Linked DNA regions of Sus scrofa: regions 1 and 3 are each linked to region 2. A link is a contact called in public HiChIP or PLAC-seq data. All regions are on one chromosome and are shown on one strand. The core of a region is the stretch at or near the end of the contact, and the rest is flanking DNA. Distances in the headings are between cores, read along the strand shown. Region 1 has its middle 25 kb from the start of SIX1. Region 2 has its middle 110 kb from the start of SLC38A6. Region 3 overlaps SIX4 (SIX homeobox 4).

Evidence for each region. HiChIP or PLAC-seq counts read pairs in DNA pulled down with a chosen protein or histone mark.
Region 1: an H3K27ac HiChIP or PLAC-seq map of skeletal muscle shows a contact between it and region 2. The contact joins two enhancer-like sites. A contact is called at or near these places in 1 of 47 Hi-C or Micro-C datasets (embryonic fibroblasts) and 1 of 2 datasets of contacts at active chromatin or transcription factors (skeletal muscle).
Region 3: an H3K27ac HiChIP or PLAC-seq map of skeletal muscle shows a contact between it and region 2. The contact joins two enhancer-like sites. A contact is called at or near these places in 1 of 47 Hi-C or Micro-C datasets (psoas muscle) and 1 of 2 datasets of contacts at active chromatin or transcription factors (skeletal muscle).

Annotation. Positions count from the first base shown.
Region 1 is chr1:189,596,939-189,601,637 of Sscrofa11.1, reverse strand. No RefSeq gene overlaps it. Among named protein-coding and RNA genes, the nearest start is that of SIX1, 25 kb to the left of the region's middle. Within about 2 kb of position 2,042, at least 6 of the 83 cell types and tissues checked have an H3K27ac peak or open chromatin away from gene starts, as enhancers often do. A contact at or near this core is called in skeletal muscle, where this site is marked.
Region 2 is chr1:190,033,307-190,038,002 of Sscrofa11.1, reverse strand. No RefSeq gene overlaps it. Among named protein-coding and RNA genes, the nearest start is that of SLC38A6, 110 kb to the right of the region's middle. Within about 2 kb of position 2,527, at least 8 of the 83 cell types and tissues checked have an H3K27ac peak or open chromatin away from gene starts, as enhancers often do. A contact at or near this core is called in skeletal muscle, where this site is marked.
Region 3 is chr1:189,666,749-189,671,554 of Sscrofa11.1, reverse strand. It overlaps SIX4 (SIX homeobox 4), which reads left to right. Exons shown (of 3, transcript NM_001244614.1): 3 at 1-1,165. Among named protein-coding and RNA genes, the nearest start is that of SIX4, 13 kb to the left of the region's middle. Within about 2 kb of position 2,969, at least 3 of the 83 cell types and tissues checked have an H3K27ac peak or open chromatin away from gene starts, as enhancers often do. A contact at or near this core is called in skeletal muscle, where this site is marked.

The DNA.
Region 1 (4,699 bases), core at 793-3,292, 440 kb after region 2:
ATGGTGTGGTCACCTTGGCTCAATGTTGGGTGGTTCTGGCTTGCACCAGTCATCATTCTTCATTAGATTCTAGTTCCTTGCCCACCTTCCTTGAAAGGGATATAATTTTATGACCATTAAGTTTCATATTTCCATCAGAAAGATGAAAGGTCATCTTGACCCATAAGATGGGTGGGGCAGCATTTACTTTGTCTGTGTGTGTGTTTGGGTCTGGAAGAGAAACTTAAAGAAATGGCTATTTTCTGATGATTGTTTTTGTATGTTTTTTCCATGAAAAAGAGTAACTTCCATATTTCCAGAAGTGCTCTTTTATTCTCAGAATTTCCCTGAGTTTGGAGCCATTGTCTCCTATAGTACAAGCACCCAAGTTTTGGAGTCAGGCAGACCTGAGTTCAGGTTTTGACTCTGCTATTTTCTGTCTCTGCCACCCTGAACAAATAACTTAACCATGCTAATACTAATACTAATAAATAGCAATAGTGGTTGTAGTAGTGGTAGAGTAGCAGCAGCTGTAGCAGCAGCAGTAGTAGTAATTATATAGTTAGGACTTCTAGGCTAAGAGCTTTGTCTGAACTTGTTTTCTCACAACCCTAAGAAATAGTTTATATTTGTATTCTCACCTTACAAATGAGCAGGTGAGGCTAAAACAGGTTATGTAACTTACCTCTAAACCTCATTTCCCTTTTCTACAAAGTGGAGATAATTGTGCTACTTGCAAAGATTAAATTGCTGTGTGGTGCAGGTTTTTCAGAGCATGACGTATAATAAGTCCTCAGTAAGTGGCAGTGTTAGCTAATATTAGTATACCTGATTTTACACAGCCAATAAAACCTTATTATGCTGCTATGTACTTTGCTAAAATAATAGAGTAATTGATTTTACTTGTTAGGGAGAGATGGCATGGATTATTATTAGTACATGTTACTTGAGGGTTCGTAAATTCTAAGCATAGTCTGTGATCATGATTCCATTCTTTCTGCACAACAATTTCTGGGCCTTTATAAATGTGATTTGGCAACGCACATTAAGAGAATCTTTGGAGTTCCCGTCGTGGCGCAGTGGTCAACGAATCCGACTAGGAACCATGAGGTTGCGGGTTTGATCCCTGCCTTTGCTCAGTGGGTTAACGATCCGGCGTTGCCGTGAGCTGTGGTGTAGGTTGCAGACACGGCTCGGATCCCGCGTTGCTGTGGCTCTGGCATAGGCCGGTGGCTACAGCTCCGATTGGACCCCTAGCCTGGGAACCTCCATATGCCGAGGGAGCGGCCCAAGAAATAGCAACAACAACAACAACAACAACAAAAAGACAAAAGGAAAAAAAAAAAAAAGAGAATCTTTAGCAAGGGATGTCTTTCAGTCTTTTATTTTTCTTTGATTCATTCTTATTCAAAATTATTTTGGCTTGATTTTTAATATTCAAAGTGATATGTGGCTCCTTAATCCTACTCCAAATATTGCTGGATCAGGAAAGGGACGTTAGAAATATCTTAGGCCAAGTTACTAAAGATTGTGGCTTAGCAACAAGCAATTATTTCCCACCATTCTGGAAGTTGGAAGTCATAGAACAGGATACCAGCATGGTTAGGTTCTTGGTGAGTGCTCCTTGTTGGTTTAAAGAGGGCTCTCTTCTTGTTTTCTCATATGGCACAAAGAGCAGAGAGTTAGCATTCTGGCCTCTTCTTAGAAGGGCCTAATCCAATTCATGAAAGCTCTACTCTCATGATCTAATTACCTCCCAAAGGGTCCCCCTCCCCAAATATCATCACATTGAGAGATTGGATTTCAACATATGAATATTGCAGGACACAGTCAGCCCATAACATCTACAAAACTATGTTTTCAATATGGAATTTCTCTATTTTTAAGATTACTTTTTAAAAAAATTACATAAATTGACTGGCTGCTTATGTCCAATGTCAAAATTTCATTTAAGAAGATTTCGAGAGTGAAACTCTTGCTCTTTTACTAAGAAGACATCTGGCTACTATTTACTGAACTGTAAGAACACGTCTTTTGTGAACAAAGATTTCCCTGGCCAACAGGAAAGCGCCCTGTAACTTTGGATGTGAGTGCCACCTGCTGGATGTTGTGCACAAATATTTTCCTGTAACTTCAACCCAGGAATTTGTAGTTCTTTATGGGAAAGTGCCCAAGTAACACCCCTTTGATTTTAGGTCACAAGGACAGCTGTAATGCCTAATGAGTAATGCGATCTTTGGGTAAGCATGCAGATTTATAAGAAAACATACCCAGGAAACAAACTCAATGCAAAAATATTCCACTGAGCTATTGTTTATAAGCTTGCCAGTGCCAAGAATAGAGTAAATACTCCCCTGTTTATATTATGAGCTCATGAGTTTTATATGCTGGTGACATAGGCAGTCAGTGGGTGGCTTTTACCTTATGGAGGCTGTACCTATATCTTGCAGCAGGATAGGAAATTAGGAACCCCTTGGCTGTGACCATGTGTTGGCTTCAATGCCAAATATTTAATCTCATCCTAGAGTTTTGGTTTTGGAGCCCTAGCCTCTGTTGGCAGTTTAGTGGAGAAGCATCCCTTTGCATTGCTTTACTCTAGTGGACTCTGTGACAGTAACTTCACCTGTGACTTATGGGGCATCACAGGAGCATTGGGACAGCTTGGAATTTCCATCAATGGCAAGAAGGTAGAAATGGCCCTTTAGGGGAAATAAATAAATATTCATCTATTAAGATCTTCAGAGTTTCTGCCAGATTGGTCCTTGGGACGAACATGAAAATTGCATAGCATTGTTTGTCGCTAGCCACCTGAGAGAGAGAGAGGAAATGAAGCTTAGGAGAGGGACAGTCAGTTTAGCCTTTTCTTTGGATCAGTTTTGATCACTTTTGCAGAAATTTTATATTTCTGGGAGTTGGTCCCCAGGTTATCACTGACCCAGGGATTATCTCTAGTGTATCTTTGACATGATGAGCCAGTTTTCTGTTTTTAGGATTTTATGGAAGCTGGTGGCATGCATTTCTCCTCCCCTGGTTCCTTTTTCCTATTACTGGAAAACATCATGAATAATTCACAAAGGAGTCTGTTGGGCTAAAGTAAAAATCCTTTCTTTGTTCCAAAGTTGTTTAATGGGTTTTTTGTGGCTAAATGTATAAACCCACGTAATAGGCTTCAGATTTGGAAAGGTCTCATGGCAGATAGAGCTTTCTCGTTTTGTTTCTGGTTATGTCCAGTTTCGGACTTTGAGAACACAAGGATGTTGGCATTCAGAATTTTATGTGGAAATGATAGGTGGTTGATGAGACTTCTTCAAAGATTTCTAGTTGATAAGAATCTATACTACAGATGTTAACTAGACTCATTGTGGTGATTATTATGCAATACATACAAATATGGAATCATTATGTTGTAACGTAATGTTATATGTCAATTATACCTCAATAAAAAAGAATCTATATTGGCGTTTCCTCTGTGGCTCAGTGGATTAAGAATCTGACCAGTATCCACAAGGATACTTGTTCTGTCCCTGCCTCACTCAGTGGGTTAAGGATCTGCTGTGAGCTGCACTGCCGTGAGTTGCAGTGTAGGTCGTAGATGCGACTCAGATATGGCATTGCTATAGCTGTGGCATAGGCTGGAAGCTTCAGATCCGATTCAACCCTAGCCCAGGAACTTCCATATGCCCTAGGTGCAGCCCTAAAAATGGCGGGAAAAAAAAAAAGTATCTACAGTGTATGAGATCACATGATGTTTGGCACTCTTGTCTGTGCCTACCTCAATGCCAAGCAAGAATACAGAATGGAGATGTGGGAGGTGTCTTCTCACAACATCAGTGGCACAATCAGTTGCTGATGAGTGCATGTTAATGTTTTTGACTTATCTCTACATATGTTCCCTGATTTAACCTAGATTTGTGGGCTGGAAAACGTGGAGCCACTCTTCACTGGGGGAAAATCCCCACTTATTATTTGTCCCTTAGATCTCTCAGGATGCTATGCCTTCTCTGTGTTTGTTGTATTTCTAGTCTGGGCATCACTTGTCACTTCTTAGGTTCCCTTCCTCCAGCTCTTCTATCCCATGGTATGCAACCTCTAGAAATTTTTCTGAGACTTTCAAATTGGAGATGCTGTTATAGTTGGTCTCATAATGGTATCATATAGGTTTGTTTTATATCCATAGAATCTTCTTGATTTTACACTGAGTGGATTTTATTCTTTTCTCTGCTTTTTTATTACTGGAGTCTCAAAAAATGTTGCCAGGCAAAAATTTAGTCCTGAGCCCATGTGGAACATAAAAGAAATTGCAGTTACATAGTTATATGCTACAGAAGTCATCAGGTTTTGCAAAAGGAGTTTGAAATAAGACAGGAATGGAAGTGCAAATCTCAGTGGGTTCTTAGTGTTTCATCACAAAGTTTTGTGGTAAAACCAAGATGAAACCACAAACTTCACTGTTGGGCAGACTAGCACTGGAAGAACAATTGGTTTTAAGGTTAGCTAAGGTCAGGCGGAAACTTGGCTTTTTAAAATTCATGTGTTCAAACCCCAGACCTACTGAGTTTTGCATGGTTTGGAGTTTCCAAAACAAAGCATTTTGGGGCCCAGTCCAAAGATGAGACCTGGGGACCAGGGTAAGGAAAGTTGTTCTGTCTTAGTTTGTTAGCATCTCTAAGGTGAGGGATTTTTATCTTTGATTACTAGCTGAACTTTATTTACTTAAACT
Region 2 (4,696 bases), core at 1,278-3,777:
AGGGACACTTTTCTATTTCAGTTCAACACAAGCTCCATGCCAGGCACAGGGATGCCCAGAAGAACAATATAGCCCCTGTCGTCAGGGAGCTTCCAGCTTGACAGAAAAAAAAAAAGAAAAAGGAAAAAAAAAAAAAAAAAGACTTGTAAAGAAGTAAATGCTAGAAAATATGTTATAATTGCTCTGATGTGGGCCTCAGCTCAGTTTACAGATAAGGGGATCAGTTTCACCTAGGGTGGGGGGAAGGGAGTAGGGGGCATTGGAAGGGTTTCCATCTGGGAGAAAATGAGGACACGTTGACCAGTCAGACAAGAAAGGGCACTTCAATAGAGCCAAGGAGGTCAGAAAGGATACAGCACATTGACAAAGCTCAAGAGCAGAGGCTGGGGGGGAGGGCAGTGGAGGCTAGGGGAGGGCAGAGGTGGGCAGTGTAAGGATAGAGATTTGTGTGCTGGGCTGAAGAGCTTGGACTAGATCCTCTTGGCACAGGGAGCCCCGAAGAGCTTTAAGCAGGACAGAAGGTGAAGAGGTCATATTGACCCTGGGGAAAACTGCTGGGGTGGCAGTGTGGCAACAGGAGGGGAGCAGATCAACTCAGGAGGCCAGGAAATTGGTCCAGGCACAAGTGAGAGCTGACACTGGGGAGCAGCCAAGGGCTGAAGGGAGACTCTGGAGGAATAGGAATTGCCAGAACCAAAAGCTGCTTTGGAGATGGGGAAGGAGTTGAGCTCTGAGGGTTCCCCTGGGGGTGGAGGAGGGCACGGACCAGGACATAGGGTGGGGAGGAGATCTGGGGGGAAATTTGCCCTGTTTTGACAGCTTTAGTTTGCCATACTCAGTACCAGACATTGACTTGAGTAACTGAGGTCCCTGCCCTCTGCCCCGTACTTTGGGGGCCCCATTCCTGCCCCTCCTGGATCAGAGCACTTCCCATGAGGCAATGAGAAGTCTGTAGGACCACGAGGCTGTGCCCACCTAGTTCCAGTGACACCTCACTCTAGTCTTGCTCTAGATAATTGAACCTGGAAATGCCACACCCAAATGGCCCCTACCTATGGCCTCTGCCCAGGTCTGTCCTCCCGAGGGTGGCCAATATGCACACTCCTGGCTGCAGGCAGTGGCCAAGTGGCATGCAGAGATGGAGCTTGGACGTGCATCCAAGCTGTTGAGTTGTCTGTGCATGGGTGTATGCGAGGCCTCCCACTGTGCAGGACAGAGGAGGGTTTGGAAGAGAAAGACTCTCCATTCGTCCCCCATAGGTATCAAGGACAGACCTGGAGGTAACCTGTGGGGTCCTTTTCTTACAGTTCTGGAATCTTTTCCACACCAATCACAATATCTGCAACCCCACCTCTGAGCAAAGAACAGCAAGAAAGGGAGGCTGAGTGCATGCATCTCAAGTGACTCCAGAAAGATAAAGACACACCTTGATGCCCCGCAGGTAGCATGAAAGACAAAAGGAGGGGCCACCTCTCTTTCTGGCCTGTAGTCCTAACTCAGGCTCCTCTGCAGAATCTTTACATCTTTCATGAAAACCAGTAGGTCTCCCCCGTACCTCTGCTCTGATGACAAGGCAGCCCCTTTTCCTGGGGAGAAAAGCCACCTGGATTATCCCCCCCACACACACCCATGTCTGGCTGCCTCGTCATCTTTTTAATAATCTCATAGGAAAATATATTGTTTTTCATTTGCCTCTTAGTTCCTCCCTCCTCTAGCAATTTCTTCTTTCTCCCTCTGAAACCTTATTTTTGCTGTATGGAACCCTGGGCTATAGATTGCCTTAAAAACATGCACTGTAAAGTAAACACATATGGCTGTATCTCTGAATTGTCCAGATCAGGTCCAGCTGTAGAACTTCACCCTTCCAGCTGTTTCCTTGTGAACAGCCCAACAACTGCAGGATCCTGGCTTAAAAGCTACTGTTACTGGTCAGGAGCTCCACGGACACGGTTCACCTTAGATCACCATGAAGAATCGGAGCAGCCCAGGTCAATGGCCCAGGCCCAGGCCCCTGACAAAGCAGGCAGGGTACTGCTGCAGCCCAGGGGCAGGGTGGGGGGAGGGCAGAGAGTGACCCCAGGCTGCCAGAAGCTACCTGACACCTGTGTCCCCGGGGTGTTTCATAAGCCCCAACAGCTCCATAGTTTTAGGGGAAGCGGGGGCTCCCATTACTGTACCAGCCCGTCACCTTCCCTGGAAAGTAACTCCCACCCCACTTTGAACTTTGTCCCCGGTGAAGGAGGGGAGGTGACTGCATATGTCAAAAAAGGTCCAGTCTGGCCTCAAAGAAAGGGCTGCACTGTCTCCCTCTCACAGAGCCCTCTGCAGTTCCTTTTAATCCGCTTACTCGGTGCTCCCCTCAGGTGGGGGGAGCACAGATCCCTCTGTCAACAGCTCTATCTAGAGCAGCCCCGGGGCCAGCCCAGCCTTCACCCTGGCCCCTCGGCCTGCTCGGCGCTCCCTGACCCCGGGACTCAGCTGTGAGAATCAATCATCTCCTTCCAGAACTCATCATTCAGCAGCTGCGGGGCCTCAGCTATTTTTACTGCCCTGGGAAACCCGTGGCCAAGGACGTGCTGGGCTACCTTTGCAGGAGGTGTTGCTGCAGAAAGAAGCCACGGGTTGTCAGGGCAGCTGAGCCTCTGCCTCAAGGTTAAACCCAAAGTGTCTGCCCTAGAACAGGAGAGCACTTGACCTTCCGCTGTGCTGCAACATGAAGGCTTATGTGGGGGAAGCAGAGGGGACCGGCCCAGGGCTGAGGTAGAAGGGAGGGGGAGGGGAGCGGGGTAGACACATGTGTGCCTGGGCTTCTCCTACCCAACAGGGGTGTCAGAAATCATAACAGCTCAGGCACCTGCGCTGCCCCCGCCAAGAAACACCCTTCAACAACCAACACACACAGGGAGCCTTCTATGCGCTGGCCTGGCTCTGGGCCTGGCAGTTCAGGATCTGCCCTGGAGCTGGCCAGCATCTAGAGAGGCCAAATCTCACAGAGCATCACCAAACCCACAAAGAGAGCTTCCCGGTCAGTCCACCCATCACCCTGTTCTTTGCCAGCCTGAGTTTATAACTCTCTTGGTTCCCAGGGGAGGAACCCACGGGGTGAAGGAGCAGGTGATGCAAAGCATTTTAGATTTGCAAAGGTTCATCCGACACCCTAAACAAGCTCCTTCAGCACAGTCCTCTGAGGTAAGTCAGTATTTTTAGTCTGTTTAAAAATAGTCTGGACGGCCAGCAGCTCGGCTGCCTGTGCACACGTGTGCTTTGCTGAGTGGGAAGAGCAGAACTTACCGAGGAGGTCCTATCAGCCACAGGTGGGACAGGTCTCAGGCTCCCTCTATGTCTCCCATCTCCAGAAAGGAAAGAAGGTGGTCTGGAAAGGAAAGATGAGGTCTGAGGCTCTGCTGTTTGCACCTCTGTGACCTCTTGGGTGGCAGGGAAGCAGAACCATGAAAAACTCTGATGGAGGGATGGGTGATGGGGTGGCTGATGGTCTGGATCCCATTCAGGCTCCAATGAGGTGAGTCCAGATCCAGTTCTCCCTGAGCTGGGGAACAGGCTGGTGTGCCATTGCCTCCCTGGTCTGTTGAGGAGGAGCTGGGAGGCTAAAGGCTCAGATTCAAGGTGGAAAGGGAGATACTCATGGAACGTTATGTCTCTCAGAGCAGGAGGCAGGCGTGAGGGCTGCTTGGGTTACGTGAGACAGTGTGTGACCTCGCCTGGGTGGGGCAGCAGCATGAGGTCCTGAGAGGTTTGTGAACCACCCCAGGGCCCTGGAGTCCAGTCAGGCCCAAGACCTCCCTCCGTGCCCCAGGCTCTCTGTGGCTGTGATCGACCAGGCACTTTACTGCTCTGAAATAGTCTCTCCCACAATCAAAGCCAAATTAGCAAATCATTTAAAGAATAAGTCACTTGACACTTTCATTTACAGCTGGGGAGTGTGCAAATTGACATACCTAACCTTTCTGGAGGACAATTTGGCAATTAGTATTAGACCTTAAAAACATTCACAAGAGCTAATCGTTTCTGCTTTATACACTTCCCCAAAGCAAAGGATGCCCAACAACTGCGGAATAGTGAAATGGATGCATTTACGTAATGAAGTACTGGGTTGTTACATATTTAATACGGTGGGAAAGTGCTAAAAATGTAATGGCCAATTTGAAAAGGCAGAATAAAGACTGTATATAGACTATGATCTCAAGATTTTTATTATTGTAACAGTTTCTAGAAGAACAAAGGTCCCTAAGAAAATTCCTGGGAGTTCCCGTTGTGGCTCAGCTGGTTAAGAACCCAGCGAATATCCATGAGCATGAGGGTTCAATCCCTGGCCTTGCTCAGTGGGTTAAGGATCTGGCATTGCCATGAGCTGTGGTATAGGTCGCAGATGCAGCTCAGATCTGGCATTGCTGTGGCTGTGGTGTAGGCCAGCAGCTGCAGCTCCAGTTCAACCCCTAGCCTGGGAACTTCTATGTGCCACGCATGTGGCCCTAAAAGAAAAAAGTGCTTTGGGTAAGTGGACATTTGGGGCCGAAATCCAGTTAAAAGCTTAACATTCACCAAGGTTCGTGAAATACAGAACAGAATTTAAATGGCTGTAGAAATAGATGTTTGGAGATTGAAGTAACCCTGAGGACATAAGGCCCCTGCAATTCACAGAAACACGGGGGAGGCCTTGGCCTTCTGGAGAGTGTGT
Region 3 (4,806 bases), core at 1,720-4,219, 370 kb after region 2:
TGTTTGTTTGTTTTCCTGGAAGTACCAAGGGCCAGACTCAGAACCCTTGGAGTTCATGTAGCAGAATTTCTCTCTTACATAAACCAATGCTTGAAGATGCTGCAAATGATCCTCTAATGACCCCCAAGGAGGAATCAGAATAGGGGTTAATAACTCTCCCTACAAACCCCAACCCCTGCTGCTGGCTGTGGAATTGTTGGTTTGAGCCTACCTATGCACTCTATCAGCCAGAATTTGGCATTTAGCGCTTAGTTACACCCAGGAAAGGACCGTCTATTTAAGGAGAAGGTGCATTTGTTCCTTAAACAAGCAAGAAAATCTGTGTTGTACTGCTTTATAGCTCACGTGTATTCATAGTAATGTAAAGACTGAATTGTACACAGGTTTCAGTGCCTTTCTTGTGTTATGAAAGGCAGGTAGATGTTATAGCCATAGATAAAATTCATAGGTGAATTGCACACTGACCTTAAATCTCCCTCTATATGCCCTTGTGTCTTGCATGTTAAAAGCTGGATTATTGGGCAGATGTTGCAGCCTGCCCTACTACATGTTAGACAATTGTGCATTAGTACATAACCAGAAGTTCTTCGCTCTTTAAAATGTTTTTGACAGATCATCTCATCATAAAAATATAAATAATTCAGAAAAACTGTAGGGAAAAGAATTACGTTTTACGAAAGATGTTTCAAAGTCTTCCTAGAACTTAGATAGAGCCTAATGGTTATTTTGTATCTAACTGATACATTTCATGTTAATTTCTTACTACCACCATACATTTTATTAAGCAAAATTATATAGCATGTGACTTGGCTTTCAGGGTTCTCAAAACATTTTTACTCTTTTGTTGCATGTACTGTATGTTTAGAGACAACCAGTTATATACTCAGTATGGTTTTACTGTGCCTTACACAAAGAGAAAAACTATACAGAATGTATATCATGGGGTGGGGTAACAGAGTCTTTACTGCACTGTTAGGTGATGGCACACGGAGCATGTCCCAGAACATTTCTGTGCTTAAATTACCCAACCAAAGAGATCTAAAGTATGTATGTTGTACTGTAATAGGGGTTTATGCCTGGACATTTAAGTGTTTTATTTGTTTTCTGAAATGATGTGAACTTATTTTTCTAAACACTATGCTAAATAAACTTTATATTTATACATACTGTATGTCGGAAAAGTTATTTTTCTCTGGGAAAGCAGAGAAGAGTAAGGAAAAGGAAAACAAAAATCTACAAACATTTCGTAGACTGACAAATAGAAGGATAAGAGCAGTCATTTGGGGAAAATAATCTCTGTTGGTCTTTGTACAAAATTACATAACTCAGTTGTACTGCATACTCAGAGACAAATTATTAGATTTCATCCTCAATGAAGGAAAGTAATGTGTCTTATTCATTTGGATGTCACCACATCTGAGCCTTATACTCTATATAAAGTTTAATGGAGTTAAACTGAAAGTTCCAAGATCCATCTCCAACCTTTGAAAGATCTCAATATAAACCATCTTTAAAGCACTTCCATGGATTTCCTGTTGTAATGAATCTATGAGGACTCGGGTTCGATCTCTGGCCTTGCTCAGTGGGTTAAGGATCTGGCATTGCCATGAGCTGTGATGTAGGCCACTGACACATCTTGGATCTGGCATCACTATGGCTGTGGTGTAAGCCAGTGGCTGCAACTCTGATTCGATCCCTAGCCTGGGAACTTCCATATGCCACAGATGTTGCCCTAAAGAGACAAAAAATAAACAAAGCACTTACATTAGCTAAAGCCTGGCTACACCCCAGTTGGGTCCACTAGTCATCTGGCATAAAGCTATGAAGATAACTGCATTACTGAGTGTGAAGAAGACTCAGCCTTGGTACAGTTTGCTCCTCATTTTAAAAGTACATGATATTTTATTTTGTGTGCTTCCCACACTAAAATGAAAAGGAGACTAGGTAAAAAAGTAGACTTGGATCAACTATATAATTCTATTACAAAACTAGTTAAAGTCATCAAATTAATTTCATGTTATTATGTCTAGACTTTTTTATATTGTCATTAAGTTCATTTATTTAGCAATTTTCTATGTAGTTAAACCAGTTGAAGTGAATAGTATATCCGTAGGTGGGATTATATTCATAATAACCAGACAAACATTTTAAAACATTTGCCAAGGTCACTGATCTACTTAAAACATTTTAGTAGCTCCTTGGAAACTAGCAAATTAAAACCTCTCAATGGGAATGCAAGACCTTCAGCAATACAATTCTATCCCACTTTTCTAATTTCCCTTAAAAACAATGTGTGGAAATTTACCTTTGTTCATCACAATTTCCAATAGAGTAGATAGTCAATAAAATACATTCTGATAATGGTCAATGCTACAAAGTCAATGACAGGGTGATGGGACCGAGAATGGGGCATGGGTAGAGGTGGGGACATACATTAGACTAGTCAAGGAAGATGTGTGAGGAAGTAACATTTCAGAAGAGAGATTTGAACTGTAAGAGGGAGCCAGCCTGCAAGACCTAGAATAGAGCATTCCAGACATGAGAAGTAGCAAGTACAAAGGCCTTGAGAGAGGAGCTCAGTGGCTGGATAACAATGTTATTCACTCAGGAGTCATGTGACAGGAGATGTGAACCAGATCACAGGTAGAGCTTTATTGGTCTGTGCCAAGTAGTTTGATTCTGAGAAGCAAGGAATGATATAATGAGATTTCCACTTAAAAATATCACCAGCCTACTCTTTGGAGAACATTGTACAAGGCAAGAGGGAGGGCAGGGATTAGGAAAGTATGTCATATTGTCCTAAGCTGTTGGACAGGTAATATGTGAGGAGCTCTTGAAGTGTGTATGGCAGCTTGTCTGCAAAGGTCTCCAGAATTTTGTACTTTCTAAACCTGTCTATGCTGCTTCTTGCTTTTAGCCAAAGCTGCCAGCTTCCTGCTATGATTGTCCCAGCCTGACCCTGTGCCCTGAACTTCAGTCTGGTAGATCCAGTTCCCTAATGGATATTTTCAGAATCTCCTAGTCTAGTCACCTATGACTCTATATATGAAAATGCAAACTATTAACTTCCCCATAACCCTGTTCCCCACTCTGTGTTCCTAATTCATCCATTGGCCAAATATAAAATCTGAGATTCACTCTGGAGTCTTCTGGGTTTTTTTCTTTCTACCTCCTGCATCAGATCACTGCATCTATCCATGTCTGCTCTCTTACTGTCTCTTGAATCAGTTCCTTCCCCTCCATTTCTAGGGTTACTGCTATGGCGTAGGCACTTAACTATTTCTTGACTGAATTATTGAGACCTCTTCCTACTTGGTACCCAGGGCCTGGTCCTCATTCTAAGCTACATTACAACTATATTTTCAGATTGGAGTTTCCTTGTGGTGCAGTGGGTTAAGGAACTGGCATTGTCAGTGCTGTGGCTCGTGTTGCCTCTGTGGCTCGGATTTGATCCCTGGCCCAGGAACTTCCACATACCTCTCACATGGCCAAAAATAAAAATAATAAAATAATTTTAAAAAATGTATTCAGACAGAGCTTTCAGAATTCAAGACTTAGCCCAGCCTCACATTTCAATTAAGAACCTTCAATGGCTCCCCTTTGTTTATGAAATACCACTTAAATTCCTTAAACTACAAATCCTCCAAGACCCAGGCCCTACCTCTCTGTGTAGCTACATGGATCTGTTCCCCAATGAGATGAGGATCTTTCTTACCTACTCAAGCTCCAAGACTTGCCAGATATCACATATTCCAGAAAGCTCTGCCTCACCCTCAAAAACAGAACAGTGCATGGCTCATCCTGTGATCAGACAGGAATGTATACCTTTCATACTGTTACTTATCACATCACTGTAATTATGTGTTTGCCTCTCAACACTTTCATCTTTGTTTCTCTGGCATTTAGGGTAGCAAAGCATAGTAGGCACTTAAAGATTGTCAAATAAATAGTGACTCCAGCAGTCACTGATCCCTTTAAATCATTTCACTTTCTTGGATTAGGGAAACTTATGGCTAAACTGGTTATTTAAAGTATTATCCCTATTTGAAGTACAAAAATAAATCAATACATCTTGGGGTAGGGCCTGAGAGTGATCCTTTGAATATTTTAGCATTAGTGGATGGTCTTTATGGTAATCATTTTCCTTATTGCTCCAAGGATTTTTCCACTTACTTCCAAATAGAGGCTGGATTCCAGATGATAGCGGCTTGCTAAAATTGCTGGAGGTTTCTAATTAGGAGGTTAACAAAACTTTTATCTTTTTTTTTTTTTTTTTTTTTTTTTTACTTTTTAGGACAGCACCCACGGCATATGGAGTTTCCCAGGCTAGGGGTTTAATCAGAGCTGAAGCTGGTGGCCTACACCACAGCCACAGCAATGCAGGATCCAAGCCCTGTCTGTGACTTACACCACAGTTCACAGCAACGCTGGATCCTTAACCCATTGAGTGAGGCCAGGGAAGGAACACACATTCTCATTGTTACTAGTCAGATTTGTTTCCGCTGTACCATAACGTAAACTCCAGAGGCTGGCTAAAGTTTGACAGATAAGTGGGAGCATTAGCAAAAATGTACTCACTAAGCCTATTTAGAGCAATTTCAAAATAGTGGTAATGTGCGGAAAAGCTATTTATGCTTGTATATGAATATACTTTCTAAAAATATTCTCTCTGTAGATATATTCCTATTATTTGAACTGAACACATGTCTAAAGAGTCTATGAGGAATAGTAAATGGAATGTAGTGTCTAGGCATCAGGAAATTTGGATTCTAATTAGCCTTTAGATTTGGGAAATCAACTCACCTC